2 separate regions of the Triticum aestivum genome follow, and region 2 is linked to region 1. A link is a contact called in public Hi-C data. All regions are on one chromosome and are shown on one strand. Each heading gives the region's core, a stretch centred on a gene start, on an enhancer-like site or on the middle of the called end of the contact. The rest is flanking DNA. Distances are from core to core; before and after follow the strand shown.

Region 1 (4,402 bases), core at 1,183-3,682:
TCCATCTGTTAGGGGTGACATGAAATTCATGGGTGATCTTTCTTGAAAATGTACCTAGTGACATCTTCTGGTCATCTGTGAACTCATTTATGAAATACTTGCACAAGAATTTTGCTGTCAGTGACCTTATCTTCCATTTCTTCTGACATATATGTTCTCCATAGTAAGTCTTGATGACAAACCCCCCTGTCCTGTTGTCTTTGCCAGCATACAGATACCATGGGCAACCATTTTCACAAACTGCTTCAGGTCTCCTCTTGTCATTCTTTATCTTCTTGATCTGCACTCTGTTTCTAACTGAATATGCAGTCAGTGCATGTCTTAGCTCAACCACATCAGCAAATACCATCCCTACTTTAAACACAGGGGAAATCATGTCCACCTTTGCATTGAAAGCTTTAAACTTGTACCTAAGTTCATCTGCTTGCTCAGCTGATAGGTTGAGATCTTCATCCTCAAGCAAGTATTCAGGCTCCACATCATCCTCATCCTGATCAGCTTCTTCATCAACATCAAAGTCAATGTTGTCATCATAAAAATCATCATCACCATCATCTATGTCATAGTGACTATCACTGAAATCAGAATCTGAAACAACTACATCTTCAATAACTGTTTCTCCATCTGCAGTTAGCATGTTGTGATCAGCACCCTCAATAAGCAAACTCTGTGGGTCTGTTCCAATTGCTGCAATCTCTAACAAGGGATCTTCAGTTACCATGTTCTGCAAAGCACCCTCAATAAGCAAACTATCTGGGTCTGTTCCATTTGCTGCAATCTCTGACAAAGGATCTTCTACAAAGGCTGAAACTAGGCTATGGGAAGGGGATGCACTTGCTGCTGCAAAACTTGTTGTTGATGTTATGAAAGATAGGGGCAATGTGCACACCAAGTCAGACCTGAAGTTGCTGATGAAATCTGTATGGTCAACCATGACTGCAAGCATCTTATGCTCAGCACTAGCTCTGATCATATGTTGCACATCCTCATCACTGCTAATTCTGAACAAACCATCTGAGATTGGTTTATTTGGTTTGCTTAAGTAAATGATGTGCTCACTCACAGGATATCCCAACCAAACCAAGTGTTGTTCAAGGAATGCATAAGAGAAAGTGCCAGAGTCAACAAAGTCTAGGACCTCAACAGAAGGGTTCCAGTACTCCAGGTTTGTGATTGGGCCACAGAAAATGCCACCATGCTCAAGTTCCAGTGTAAAAAATGGACTGTCCACCCTTTCTCCAATTGCTGCATCACATACTATATTCAAAACAAAGATGCATCAGTTAACTGAATATTAAGTTAACTGAATAAATTAGTCAATTGCAACATACTTGAACAACAACTTAAGGTTCAGTTAACTGAACCTTTCAGTTAACTACAGTAAGCTGAAAAAGATGAACTTAACTACAGTACTTGACAAAATTTTGATAACTACAGTAACTGAAAATATTCAGTTAACTACAGATAACTGAAATATTCAGTTAACTACAGATAACTGAACTACAGATAACTGAATATATTCAGTGAACTAAAATAGCCAAGTTTGTACTCTGTACATAACATCTTCAACATCAAAAAGGAGTTAAATTTCACAACACGAACAGATGCTTGAGTAGAGTGCAGGCTAAAGCACAACGAAAAGCCAACTACAAAGGCATTAACATCTAATTTGTCCGCCATAAACCCTAGCTATCGTGTTGAATCCAAACCTAAATTCATCGACCGAAACCCTAGCTCCACTTCGCCATACATGACCCTACTCAAGAAACTCCCACTACACGACCCTGATTCGAACACAACTGGACGCGATTCGAGCTGCAAACGGCGGGGCGACAAGCTCAGAGAAGCAAAGCAGAGGAGAGGACAGGGAGGAAAAGAAAGCAGAGAAGGGGCGTCGAGAGCTCACGGTAATCAGGAGGGAATGCTCCGAACGGCCGGACGAGATGTGTAGATGCCGGCGTCTCCACGCCCCCGGCGAAGGGCGGCGACGACGCCTCCGTCGCTGACGTCACCATCGCCCCGCCAGCCCGTGTCGCCCCGACAGCGACCAACTGAACCCTCTCGAACGGACGCGAAGTGGAATCCGACAGATTTAATTCAGGTGGTGGGTGACTGCGGGTTGAATCAGGGAAACGGCAGGGGGTTTTGTGCAAAACTGGCAGCGCTGACCGGCCCAGCCAATTGGCGAGCTCTGATTGGCCTGGGACTAAAACATCACATTGGATGCAAGTTGAGGTATGGTTTGGTCTAGTTTTGCAATTTTGGAACTAAAACATCACATTGTGTGCAAGTTAGGGTACCTGGGTGCTATTACCTCAAAAGCAAGTTTTGTCCTCTATCGCATGAATCACCAAGCCATTATTCAGTACAGTATGTATAATAGTGTACTATCATCTGGACCACGATTCCCAGCCGGTACGGAAAGAGAAAGTTACCGGCACGACACGCCCATGTGGGGTCACAAATACTAGTAGCAGGGCACGCCAGCGGCTCGATCATAATCCGTGCATCTGGTCATACTAGCAATTTAGGCCAGCGTGTACGATGACTATGACATGAAGCACTGTGGGCGATGTTGCTGATACCTAAAAGTTTCAGCGCCTAATTTAGCTAGCTAGCTAGCTTGGCACTATCAATCATCCATTGTCTCGTCTAAGAGATAGTGATCGTGCCCCTAAGTTATAGGCCCACATGCCGTGGACCTTTCACTGCTGTTCAACTAGTCATGCCATGGCTGTCAAGGTGTCAATCAAGCCACCGCAGCCATGATTCTGCGGATTTCCTTGTGTACAATACTGTACGTGGAAGAGAGAAAAGAAGAATCATGTGAGCTTAACTTTGAAAATTAATTAACCCAGTCGACATGTGGGTGGTTGTTGCCACTCGTACAACGTGGAGTAGTTCCTTTCTGTACGGCGCAAATTATTTAGACAAGGCATTGATTTATGGATCCTCCAGCATTTTCCGGCTCCATGTGTACGTAGTATTGACTGGTCCGCTCTCTTGGTGGGATGGCCAGAAGACCAAAATAATATACCTGTGGATCTGCTCTTCACGGCACTTGAATATGCGGGGCTGACGCCGCCGTACGCACCAAGGCAGGAAAGGAGGATGCATGTGTTCTGATTTCCAACGCACACCACCTTGGTTTGGCATATGCTTGCATGTGGTTTCTAGTCTAAACGCACGCCACCCTTCGTCACCTGTCACCTCCATATAGCTATAAATCTGTCGATTTCGAGGTAGCTTCACTCGCAAAAAGTACAATAAAAAAAATCGTGGTAGCTTAAGCCTTAATGTCACCTTTAGTTGAGATGGAGGAATTAATAAAGTGAACAAGGGAATCTAGTATACATGCCTACAGAAAACAGCGGAGGGCTGGAGTATGTATTCTGCCACTTCACCGGGACAAGGATATTTTGGCTAGATGTGGATCTAACGCAAAGCTAAAGTTATGGAGATCTCCCCCGCAAAAAAAAAGAAAGTTATGGAGATCTGAAATCTGAGGAGTTGAAAGTCTAGAAAGCAACAAATGATTGATCTCTTTTAGTTAGTTGCGCGTGAACCATTTTCTATGTGAAACAACCCTGCTTAATCGTGTACACCCTCTGCCCGGGTTTATTGAACACTCTCGGATATAGTGTTAAACTTTGATCATAAAATTAACATGTAATATTATATGAGCTATACTCCCTCTGTCCTTGAAAGAGTGTACTTCCAACTTTGTTGGAGGGTCAAACTATCTCAAAGTTTGACCAAGTTTATGCAAAAATATATCAATGTTTGTGAAATCAAATAGATATATAATGAAAATATATTTTATCATGAATCTAATGCTACTGATTTGATGGCATAAATGTTGGTCTATTAATGTATAAATACGGTCAAACATAGAAAAAGTTTGACTTTCCAACAAAGTTGGAAGTACACTCTTTCAAGAACGGAGGGAGTATGTAACAAAACTTATATGGTGGGGATCATCTTTCTCATACAAATTTAATGATATTCATATAAATTATATGTTGTGGATTATATAGATGGTTAAAGTTTGACACAAAATATGAGGGTGTCTAAATCAGAACGGAGAAAGTACGTGTAAACTAAAGAATCAAAGCCGACACCATTGCTCTGTCGTGCGTGCTTGACCAGAAAGTATTGTCCTACATACAAATATGACATACAGTGATAAGCTAACAATAAAAACTCTAAGAGTGTATAGAGTAATTGTAAAAATATCACCACAATTCTGGCTAAGGTTTCAAAAACCACCGGCTTTCATTTTTAGCAGAAAACCATCTATATTCAATCACATAGCAATGATCGGCACATAAGCGGAGTTTGATGTGGAAAATGAGGCCGAAGTGGGTCAAGACAAACGGGCCTTTTTAATCTCTAACAACCT
Region 2 (4,402 bases), core at 701-3,200, 260 kb after region 1:
CGCCACGTGTCTACAACGCCGGAGCATCCCGGATGGGTGTTCATCAAGTGCTTAAACGATGGGGTATGTGCTCTTTTTAGCTTCGGTTTGTGCTCTTGGATTAGACTAGTTATGCTAACTTTAAGTTTTATTGTGTAGAATGGATGCAAGTTTTGGTATTGGAAAGAAGAGTACATCGATATATTGATAGAGCAAAATCTAGTACATGTTCGTGCACTTTTAGCTAGCCTAGAGGCTGTAGATGAGACAAGTGCACTTGTTGCTAGATTAGAGGCTAGGCACGATACTACGTGTGAGGAAGCAACGTCGACTTCTGGCTTGAAGAAGAAAGGAGGGTGCAATGTCGAGCCTACTCCATAGATCAACAATGAGTACATCGAGAAGGCCCTAACCCAACTCAAGGGAGCAGTTATGAAAGTTGGGTATCTTCTCAAATGTATTCTTGTGGTTCTTGTTTTTTTGGCCTTGCTTTACTAGTCAAAATATGATGATATATTGTCATGTATCAAAATGAATGATGAAATTTTTTTTAAGGACTTGCAAAGAAAAGTGCATGCGGACAAGATGCGGCCGGAATGCGTCCGCCGCTGGGCGCGGCCACCGCATCCCGAAAACTGTCCGGACACGACCCCATTGCCCTATCCAAACGGACAGAATTCGGACAAAACGGACACACGTTTGAGGGTCGCGCGATGGAGTTGGCCTAAACAAAAGGGTCGCGCTAACTGCCACACGTGTGGCAGGAAGGGAGACGCACCACACGTCTCTAATGTAAACAGATTGCCACGTCATCGCATGCATGCATGCAGAAATCTTTTTGGATTTTCAGTTTTTAAAATATTTTATCTCTTAAACGAAAAATCCGATTGAAAATCCGTTTTCACCATTAAATCCCTCGCGATGAGATCTTCGAAACTAGATCCATGTTGATATGTTTTGATGAAATTTTTTTTGGATTAAAAGTTGCCATGTCTATTGCATATGAATTGCCATGATGTTTACACTGAAGTTGCCATGATATGTTTCGGCTATTTTCTTCTACATTTAAAAGTAAATTTTGACATTTATAAAACGGGGAATTAAGAAACTAGACTTGCCATGAACCATAAACTAAAATTGCCATGATACATGCACGTAAAATTGCCATGGTTCATACAAAAAATAATTTTCATGGTCAAAGTATTGGAGTTGCCATCATCAAAATACTAAAATTGCCATGATGTACAAACTAAAATTGCCACATGGCAACTTTAGTTTAAGCCCTATGGCAACTGCAGTGTAAACATCGTGGCAACTTCTGGCAAAAAAAGAAATCGTCGAAATATATCAACATGGGGTCTAGTTTTGAAGATCTCGTCGAGACGAATTTAATGATAAAAACGGATTTTTAGTTTGCTTTTTTATTTAGGAGATACAACATTTTGAAGCCGAAAATCAAAAAATATTCTTCTGGTGTCATTTATTCATATGTGGCAAAATAAATGGTGATGGAGGCGTGTGGGCGATGTGCAAACGCCCACACATGTGAGCGTTAACATTTCCAAAAAGAAAAGATCCAACGACCGGCCACGTGCTGGCATTACTACGCTACGGAGTACTCGCACGCAGACGAGCCCCCCTGAGCTGAGCAGAGCTGGCGCGCAGAGGAGCCCTCGAGCTGAGCTGGCTTGTTTTGAGTTTTTTTCTCTCATAGCAGATGGTGGAAGACGTAGCAGTAGTAGTAATTTTCTTCTCGGCAGGGCTGAAGATGTCTGCATTTAGAGCTATTCATACTCTACAGCAACTGGTCTGTCCGCATCTGGAAAAAGAAAACTGGTCCGTCCAGCGCAATTTCCTCTTCCACCCGTCTCACTCGCTCTCGCACGGCAGACGGCGCGGTGGGGGTGGGGGTGGGGGGTGGCTGTCCGATCCCGTTCACACCAACAGGCAAACAGTGGACGGTCGCAGCAACCTGTACCCGCGTGGACCGGCTTTGAGTAAGAGAAATGGTGGTGGGCCGCACCGCTGGTCGTACTCTCTGGGTTGGGTTTGCCTTTTCGCCGTTCCGGCGTGGGGTCTAGGCCTGATCATTCCTCTCCCATGACGCCAATGACCAGAATCCATGAGAGTGATGGGCGAGGGCGATGTGTGGTCCTGCGTGTTGGGCGGATCGGTGACACTGCTCAGTCGACCAAGCAGTGCCGCGAGATGGGAGCAGCTGGGGCCTATGCAAATGGGAACATGGGAGCAACAATCACTTCCTTCCCATGCATGATGTACACACAGCCAAATCAAAACACGCTTCTTCGCAAAAAAAAAAACACGCTAATCAAACTTAGTACTATAGTAATACTAGTAATTGTTCTAGATAATGGTTGAAATTTACTAAATGGAAATTAATGTTGAAAGAAGCTCAACCTAACCAAAACGGGCATGCCACCCTTCAAACATCAAACTTACCAAATGGAGTGCATGGGGTTCAAGTTGTGACCATGAAAACAAAATACTTCCAAAAAAAAAATACAAATGGGGTAAACCATCCACTGAAAGGAAATTCAAACCGAAGGCAAAACCGAGAGAAAATTAGTAGAATATAATCACTTATTTATTTATTTATTAAGTTCCATAGTACTAGTTGTAATTGGAGGGGGTTTTTTGAGATGGATTTTAGGATGGTTCTAACCGTCAGAACAAAATTAATATTCTTTTATGGGAATGTTAAATGGAGAAGGTCTCAGGGAACGCCCCCACGGCCATTGGATCCAGATCACTAGGATGGCTATTGTTTTAAGAAAATTGATGTCATTTTTTTGGTACATGACATTTTTCTCTATTAGTCATCGTGATTTTTGAAAAATTGGCAATTTAGTTGAAATTGCATGGCGATTTGACTGTTCATTGGGGATAGGCGACCAGTGAACGTTCCCCAGATATTGGCATTCATTTTTTTAGATAAAAATAACATTTTCTTTTGTAGAAAGATAAAATAACAATTGATGAATACTTGGCCCCATCAGGTTTAGTATTGAAGGATTGACTAATGATTTAATCTACCTCGTTTATTATGGACACATAGTATAGATTATTTAACCTCTTTTGTCACGAAAAACATTTAACTTATTTAGGATAATGTTAAACTATCATGGGCTCTTTGGTTCACAGGATCTGGAGTTTTAGGCCCCTCCCAATGCTTCACCTTGTACAGGTGCTAAGGCTCTCATGTAGGCAAAAAGTGGCAAAAGTCTGATGTGGCAAGGTAATTAAGAGGAGAGAGATAAGTGTGGTGACCCTAGGAAGAAACAATGCTAAGCGCGAGAACCTAGGCAAAAGACTTGAATGAAAGAATCCCACCAATGCATGAAGAACTTTAGTTGCAAAACCATTAAGTGAAGGATGCCTAGCACCACAAGTTTAGCACCTATGCATTGAAGGCTTTAGTTGCTAATTTTTTTAATGTGCTTAGCATCTCATGTAAGCACCAATGCACTGAAGTAGCCTTATAAAAATCTCTAGCAATAGGTCTAACCTCTTGGAAAAATCCTTTTGACTATATAACAACAATAAAACTCACTCAATATGTATCGTAAATTGTTGCGAGAGCTCTATGTCAGTATCCATGCTTAGCTACCGCTGCCTATTTTTTACCTCCGTCAAGATTTATTAGTCCCTCAAACATCGTCTTCTCTTCCAAACTTACGTTTTCTCTGCCTCCTGCCGGCGCCGCCGCTGGTCCGCCTCGTCTTTGATGGCCTTAGGGCCATATAGGTGCGGTGGATCCCTATCCTTGCCGGTGGGAGGGCTCCGTTTTTAGATGTGACTTTGATTTTTGTTAGGGTTCGTGTCCTGCTTAGGAAGGCGAGACGGCAGTGACTCTTGAAAATGGAATAAGCTTCTTCCTGCCTAGCCCTCATTCCGGTGGTGCGTCTAGCACCGTCGGTAGGCGTGTGGTGATGTGTCTCCGGCGGTTCTATCTTTAGTGGATCTGCTCGGATCTGTTTATCTTCCATCTACGTTCGTGTGTCTTCAGGTTGGATCCTTTTGATCTACGCTACGCTTCATTGGTGACGGTTGCTGTTATGGTGCACGGGTCCTATGGCGCCTTAGCACAACGACTTCCCGATTGTCTATTACAACAAGTTTTGTCCGGCTCCAACGAGGGAGGAACGATAATGGTGGCGCGTCTTCGGCTCGCTTCAGTTCTTATATACTCGTCACTTGATGGTCTATGAATCTGGATGTAATTTTTATTATTTATGTTGTTCACTGTATTATCATGATTGGAGATGAATAGATTGAAAGTTTTCTCACAAAAAGGGTTTATTAGTCTCCATCTTATTTTTGGTCAAAGTTCGACCACACATTGGACTAATAAATGTTAATTCATGTTATACAAAATTATAATGTTGGATTCGTATTTGAATGT

What was found. A called contact is a pair of places that touch in the nucleus more often than the background predicts.
Region 2: a contact with region 1 is called in a Hi-C map of leaf, with 5 times the contacts expected there. The contact joins two enhancer-like sites. A contact is called at or near these places in 2 of 5 Hi-C or Micro-C datasets (both in leaf).

Annotation. Positions count from the first base shown.
Region 1 is chr2B:447,137,764-447,142,165 of IWGSC CS RefSeq v2.1, forward strand. No RefSeq gene overlaps it. Among protein-coding and RNA genes, the nearest start is that of LOC123045362, 150 kb to the left of the region's middle. Within about 2 kb of position 2,433, at least 4 of the 8 cell types and tissues checked have an H3K27ac peak or open chromatin away from gene starts, as enhancers often do. A contact at or near this core is called in leaf, where this site is marked.
Region 2 is chr2B:447,400,946-447,405,347 of IWGSC CS RefSeq v2.1, forward strand. No RefSeq gene overlaps it. Among protein-coding and RNA genes, the nearest start is that of LOC123045363, 58 kb to the right of the region's middle. Within about 2 kb of position 1,951, at least 7 of the 8 cell types and tissues checked have an H3K27ac peak or open chromatin away from gene starts, as enhancers often do. A contact at or near this core is called in leaf, where this site is marked.